Linked DNA regions of Mus musculus: region 2 is linked to region 1. A link is a contact called in public Hi-C data. All regions are on one chromosome and are shown on one strand. The core of a region is the stretch at or near the end of the contact, and the rest is flanking DNA. Distances in the headings are between cores, read along the strand shown.

Region 1 (3,078 bases), core at 426-2,925:
AAGGCCCATGATCCTTTTCACCTCACATTAGATGTCTATTGTCACTTACCTTAGAGTCAGCAAAAACATATTCCTTCCTCAGGATTTTCTCCTTCTCCGTCTCCACCAAAATCACCAACTTGTTTAGAAACTTCTGGGACTTAATGAGCTGCAGGACTTCAGAAAAACAGAAGTTTATGGATTCATGCATTTGTTTCTTTATCCGCTATGTCCACTGTCCATTGCTCCCGAGGCACCCAAGCCCCAATCTGGCCCCCACATACCTGGGCTAAGCCCTGGGGGCTCATTTTAAAGTGTGGTACCCAGAACCAGCTAGAGTTAGCTTTGCTCCACACACCATGAGACTGTCCATCCTTTTCTCCTTCTCCTTCCATGCCACTTCACCTCCCTACCTTTTCTCTGTCTTGCTTAATTTGTGAAAAATTCACAGAAAATTTGTAGCTTTCAACTTTTTTTTTAGATCAAAAATTGAGGGGCTGGAGAGGCGGCTGAGCAGCTAGGAACATGTACTGCTCTTTCAGAGGATCCAAGTTCAATTCCTAGCACCTACATCAGGCAGCTCACAACCACCTGGAACTCCAGCTCCAGGCGACTCCTTTGGTCTCTTGGAGCACCTCACATACCCAGGCATACACTCATACATAATTAAAAATAATAAGGATAAAATTAAAAATGAATCAAATTATTCTTTAAGATTTGTTGTTGTTGGCAATAGTATCTTTCCACTCTGCTCCCTCCAATGTCCTGCCCCCTGAAGGCAACTAATTTCAAGGTTTTTTTTTTAAAAGATATATTTATTTTATGTATATGAATACACTGTAGCTGTCAGACACACCAGAAGAGGGTGTCAGACCTCATTATGGATGGTTGTGAGCCACCATGTGGTTGTTGGGAATTGAACTCAGGACCTCTGGAAGAGCAGTCAGTGCTCTTAACTGTTGTGCCATCTCTCCAGCCCTAATTTCAAGTTTTTCAATGAACTCTTTTAACTTTATCTCATGTTTCTTAAAAAATAGAAACATAAATAAAAGGCATGCATGACCACCTGGTTTATTGTTGTATTTTAGCTACATAAACACTCAATGCTTATGTCACTGTGACCACGACAAGGCTCCTGACAGACCAGTCCTGGTTGTTCTTTTTCCTATGTAACTTAAAAACGTTTCCCTGAGTTGGGCCCATGAGCCCCTCCCCTAGCTGAGGAACTATTGGCAGATGACTGCTGGGGAGAGAAAGTCAAGTTTCTTAAGGATGTAGCTCCAGGTAGTGCCAGGTCCCAGGGGATGGTCTCATACCCAGGAGCACATACCAATTTCTGTCTTAGTTAGGGTTTTACTGCTATGAGCAGACACCATGACCAAGGCAACTCTTATAAGGACAACATTTAACTGGGGCTAGCTTTCAGGTTCAGAGGTTACGTCTATTATCACCCAAGGCAGGAACATGGCAGCAGCCAGGCAGGCATGGTGCAGAAGGAGTGAGTTTTACATCTTCATCTGAAGGCTGCTAGCAGAATACTCACTTCCAGGCAGCTAAGAGTAGGGTATTAAAGCCCACACCCACTGTGATGGTACAGGGTACAGACTCCAACAAAGCCACACCTCCTAATAGTGCCACTCCCTGGCCCAAGCATATACAAACCATCACAGGGACTCAGTGAGATGACAGGAAGTTGGGAGGAGGGAGGGGGTGAGGGTGGGTCTGAGAGGAGTTAGAGGGAGGAGTATGGGGTGAGTATGGGCAGTATGAGAAAAGGCATATTATATTGGCCTTTCCTGGGTTTATAACTGTACAATGACCATGTTCTTTTCTTTTTTGGTGGTACGGAGGGTCACACTGCATGCTAAGCTACCCTCCTAACCCCCTGCTATGTGCTTTCCTCCATTCAGACTCCCCTCTCATTCCCCACATGACTAAGCACTTTGCTGTCTGTCCTATGAGTAAGTGCTTTCCCACAGCCTCTAGGTCTGCTGACTTTGAGGCCTGTTGGAAACCTTCCTCCTTCAGCACCCTGGCATCTACTCCTTTGTCCCTCTCCTTGGACCCTTCTCTCTCTCATTCTGTCTCCCTCTCTCTTTGTTTACACCTTCATTCTGGTAACATCTCTAGTAGCTTTCCAAGAATTATTTTCTAAAACATGTTTGACTTTTAAATGAGCATATATTAACATATCTATTCATTGTAACCTCTTCATTCACTCTTTGATCATTCCACAGTTACTCTTTGTTTCTGTCCTGGTCCCTTTCTTCCCTAATTGTACCCCCTCACCCCCCAGTCCCATCCATTTTTGGTAAATAGTATCGTGTTGTTCTTTATGGCTGAGTAATACTCCTCCCATGATGTTCAGGAACATTTTCTTCCTTCAATGTTGGGCACCAAGGTCAGTTCCATAACTTGGCTATAACAAATGTCGCTCTGATAAACGCGGGTGTGCCGCCATCACTGGCATTGATCCCCTGTCAGTGTGTGACTGGCAAAGACTTTCTCCCATTCTGTCTCTTCACTCTGCTAACTGTTTCCCTTGCTGGTCAGAGTTTTTTAATTTTATAAAATCCCATTTGTCATTTTTTGCTATTGGAGTGTTTTTGTTTTGTTTTGAGAAGCCCTTCCCTGGAGCTAGGCCTACTGGCAGACGCCATAACCAGCACTTGGGAGGTAGAGGCAGGAGGATGAGGAGTGAGTTCCTTGGCTACCACTTGCCTGACATGCATAGGTCCTTGGGTTTGATTACTGTGATTACAAAACTAATTAGCTAAACAAACAAATAACCACTTTGAGCACCCTCCTCAAAGTCCCTGGTAGACTTGTCATGACTGACAGAGGTGGGGGCATTGAGTACCTCCATATGACTCTTGTGGGAAAGCTGCCAGGCAACCGAGGTAGCATTAGACTCTGGCTCAAAAACCCAAACCAAACCCACCTTCTAAGAGCTTCCTTCCCTCAAGTTTTTAATTTCTGGTTGTTTTTATTTTATTTCGGCAGTACAAGGGGCCCGCATATGATTGATAAGCACTGGACAACAGAGATGTATCTCCAGTCCTTTAAAATTTTTACTTTGAAAATCTGTTTATTTCTTTT
Region 2 (3,078 bases), core at 318-2,817, 260 kb before region 1:
AACTTGCTTATGACCATTGTCCTTGTTTCTTTTCCCATCATTCTGATAAAACATCCTGACAAAAGCAACTTAAGGGAGAAAAGGTTTATTGCAGCTCATCATGGTGGAGCCACAGTGACGGGAGCTTGAGGCACCTTGTCACATGACAACCATAGTCAGGACGTAGAGTGATGAGCTTTCATGCTTGCTGCTCAGCTCTTCATTCTGTACAGCACAGGATCCTGTGTCCAGAGAATGACGCCACCCATAGTAAGCAGGTTCCCACCCCAGGTAAGGCAGTCAAGACCATCCCCCACAGGCTGCCTCTACATTCTGTCAAGTTGGCTGGTAATATGAACCATCACACTCAAGAAACATAAAAACCTAACTCTTAAGTAAAATACTTACAAGCAAACGGCTTGGCATGGTAGCTTATACCTATAATCTCAGCACTTAGGAGTTGGAGGCAGGAGCATTCTAAGTTTCAGGCCAGTCTGGACTTTAATAGCAGAGCTATTTTTATTCATTTGTGTGTGTAGCTGTGAACACCTGTGTATGCAGTGGAGGATGTTGGGTATCCCGCTCTAACACCTTCCACTTTATTCTCTCACTGAAGCTGGAAATAGGCTGCTGGCCAGCAAGCCCTGGTGGTCCCCCTCTTAGAACAAAAGCTTGCAGCTTGAGCCACAGGTACTCTTACCTGCTGGGCCACCCTCCCACCCATAAGAAGGATAGAATGGTCTCTACAGAGTTGTCTTCTGATCTCCACATGTGTGCTGTAGCATGCGCATGTTATGCCTATGCCCCCCACATATACACATAAATACAAATACTGACTGAAAAAAAATTTAGAATTTTTCAAAAACCAGTTAAGTTTGAGTACCTTCTTTTTTTTTTTAGTTTGGATAGTTTACTATCTGCCTGTTCTAAATGTAGACCACACTGAAAACCTTGGTCTTTATTGTTTTGAAATGTAGAATCTCCTGTTTGATGACAATGATGATTTCAGCACAATCAGAGATGACATTGGAAAGGAGAACCAGAAGCGGCTAGCTTTGGAAAAAAAGAAAAGGTGAGTGTAAGGCTTGGCCGTGGTCCACTCAAGGCCACTAGGGATGCAGACCTGGCATATCACTCCCTTTCCAGACACCTCACCTGATCTTCTGCAGGGCCCTAGTTGTCACCCAGCAGTGTTCCAGGTCAGCTGTCATCTTCATCACTGTGTAGAGCTAGAACATGTGTTCAGCCGGCATCTCCCATTTGCATGCTATTGGAATACTGCATTCTCACCAGCCTGCACTGCTTCCCACTTTCTTCCATCTTATATTTTATGCTTAATGTTATTACAGGCTTTCAGACTCAAAAGCCACCAAAGGAGTTCATTGTGCGTTCACCTTCATAGGGACCAGCATCACTGTCACCTACATAGCGTTTCAGAGAGCATGCTTGCCCTACATCACTGACAGCCCATAACAAATGGTGGGAGCATGGCACTCTTCTGCCATATGTGAGTGAACCTCATGGTGGCTGCCAACAACGATCCTGGGTTATCTGTAAAGCATGTCTCTAAGCACGGCGGCTAGGTCAAAAGCTATGGCTACTGGTGTAAATATGCCTTCTGGTAGAAAAGCCAACAAGCCAAAAATACATTGGTGATAAGCCTGAGCAGAAGGGAAGTGCAGCAGCTTGTCAGCATACAGGAAATGTTCAGTTAAGCTCATTCATCAGTCACACATCAATTCAAACCACTACACATCCATTTAGGCTGCTGAAATGACGCCACACTGGTGAGCAGACCGTGCCTAGGTCGTGGCTTTGCTAGCAGGTGTGGAGCTGGAACACCACTTTGGAGGAGCTTCTTACTCCTGGGGAGCACACACCTGTCACACAGCAACACCCTCACAAACGCACTTTTGGCAGACACATGAGAAAATGCAGTAGCCTGAGCTCAGCTTTAGCATGGGTCTCATTGGAGCCATCTGAAGAGGGTACTGTACATTGTAAATACCAGACCCAGGAGTCACAGTACCGTGACTGTGTCTGGAAGTCACAGTGAAGACTAGTTTGCTAAGTGGTCAGAGAGGTGGTTCTCTGGGAACAGGGACCGAGGGAGCAAAATGGAGCCACCTGAACTGTCATATAGGTATGTGGGTATGATTTGGGTACACTGTGAATGTTTTCAATTAAAAATGTGAGGGAGAAAAAGGTCACTCTGCTGTGAAAGGATTGTGCACAGCTGCCTATTAACAATGTTTAGCCAGGATGTGGGGAACCCTATTCTCACCTGAGAGTAAACTGGGGCCTCACATGGGCAGTTGAAAAACATCTGATCAGCCGGGCGGTGATGGTGCACACCTTTAATCCCAGCACTTGGGAGGCAGAGGCAGTCGGATTTCTGAGTTTGAGGCCAGCCTGGTCTACAGAGTGAGTTCCAGGACAGCTAGGGCTACACAGAGAAACCCTGTCTCAAAAAAACAAAACAAAACAAAACAAAAGAGAAGGAAGAAAGGAAGGAAGACAGGAAGGAAGACATCTGTCCAACTTGAAAATCCTATTCTACCTTGAGCCCTAGTATCTGGAATTCATTTGGGAGCCATTCTAAGTACCCTCAACACAGGGGCTGGAGAGATGGCCCTTGCTGCTCTTGCACAGGACCTAACTTCAGTTCTCAGCACACACATGGTGGTTTACAACTATTTATAACCCCTGTTCCAGGGGATCCAGTGCCCTCTTTCTGACCTCCACAGGTAGTAGACATGCAGGTAAAATACTCATGCACATAAAAATAAATTTTAAATGAACAAAAAACAACTCTATAAGCCCTCACCCATGATTGTGTATCAGTGATACCTTCTGTCTCCCACAGCCGAGAAGTCCACCGTGCACAGAGCAGCGATTTGTTCTCCAATGCAGGGGTGCCCGCTAGGTTCCGGGGACCAGAAGCTTCTCTGTCCATCCACGTTGCAAGCTTCAGATAGCCCCTGCAGCAGTATTTCCTGTGCTTCAGACAGAAGCATCCTGTCAGTTCTATGACAGACACCTTGTGGGTTTATGGTGGACAAGCTGGTTGCCTCCACAGCTAGTGATCTCAAGTCTTCA

Evidence for each region. A called contact is a pair of places that touch in the nucleus more often than the background predicts.
Region 2: a contact with region 1 is called in a Hi-C map of regulatory T cells, with 2.3 times the contacts expected there. The contact joins two enhancer-like sites. A contact is called at or near these places in 1 of 15 datasets of contacts at CTCF or cohesin (large pre-B cells), 3 of 484 Hi-C or Micro-C datasets (CD4 T cells, pro-B cells and regulatory T cells), 1 of 115 datasets of contacts at active chromatin or transcription factors (bone marrow-derived dendritic cells) and 2 of 9 other capture datasets (adipose tissue and liver).

Annotation. Positions count from the first base shown.
Region 1 is chr1:87,688,703-87,691,780 of GRCm38.p6, reverse strand. Inpp5d (inositol polyphosphate-5-phosphatase D) reads right to left here. Exons shown (of 27, transcript NM_010566.3): 10 at 50-156. Among named protein-coding and RNA genes, the nearest start is that of Gm33470, 35 kb to the left of the region's middle. Within about 2 kb of position 1,675, at least 23 of the 459 cell types and tissues checked have an H3K27ac peak or open chromatin away from gene starts, as enhancers often do. A contact at or near this core is called in regulatory T cells, where this site is marked.
Region 2 is chr1:87,946,475-87,949,552 of GRCm38.p6, reverse strand. It overlaps Usp40 (ubiquitin specific peptidase 40), which reads left to right. Exons shown (of 32, transcript NM_001198573.1): 31 at 957-1,051; 32 at 2,846-3,078. The coding sequence ends at 2,957. Among named protein-coding and RNA genes, the nearest start is that of Usp40, 61 kb to the left of the region's middle. Within about 2 kb of position 1,567, at least 19 of the 459 cell types and tissues checked have an H3K27ac peak or open chromatin away from gene starts, as enhancers often do. A contact at or near this core is called in regulatory T cells, where this site is marked.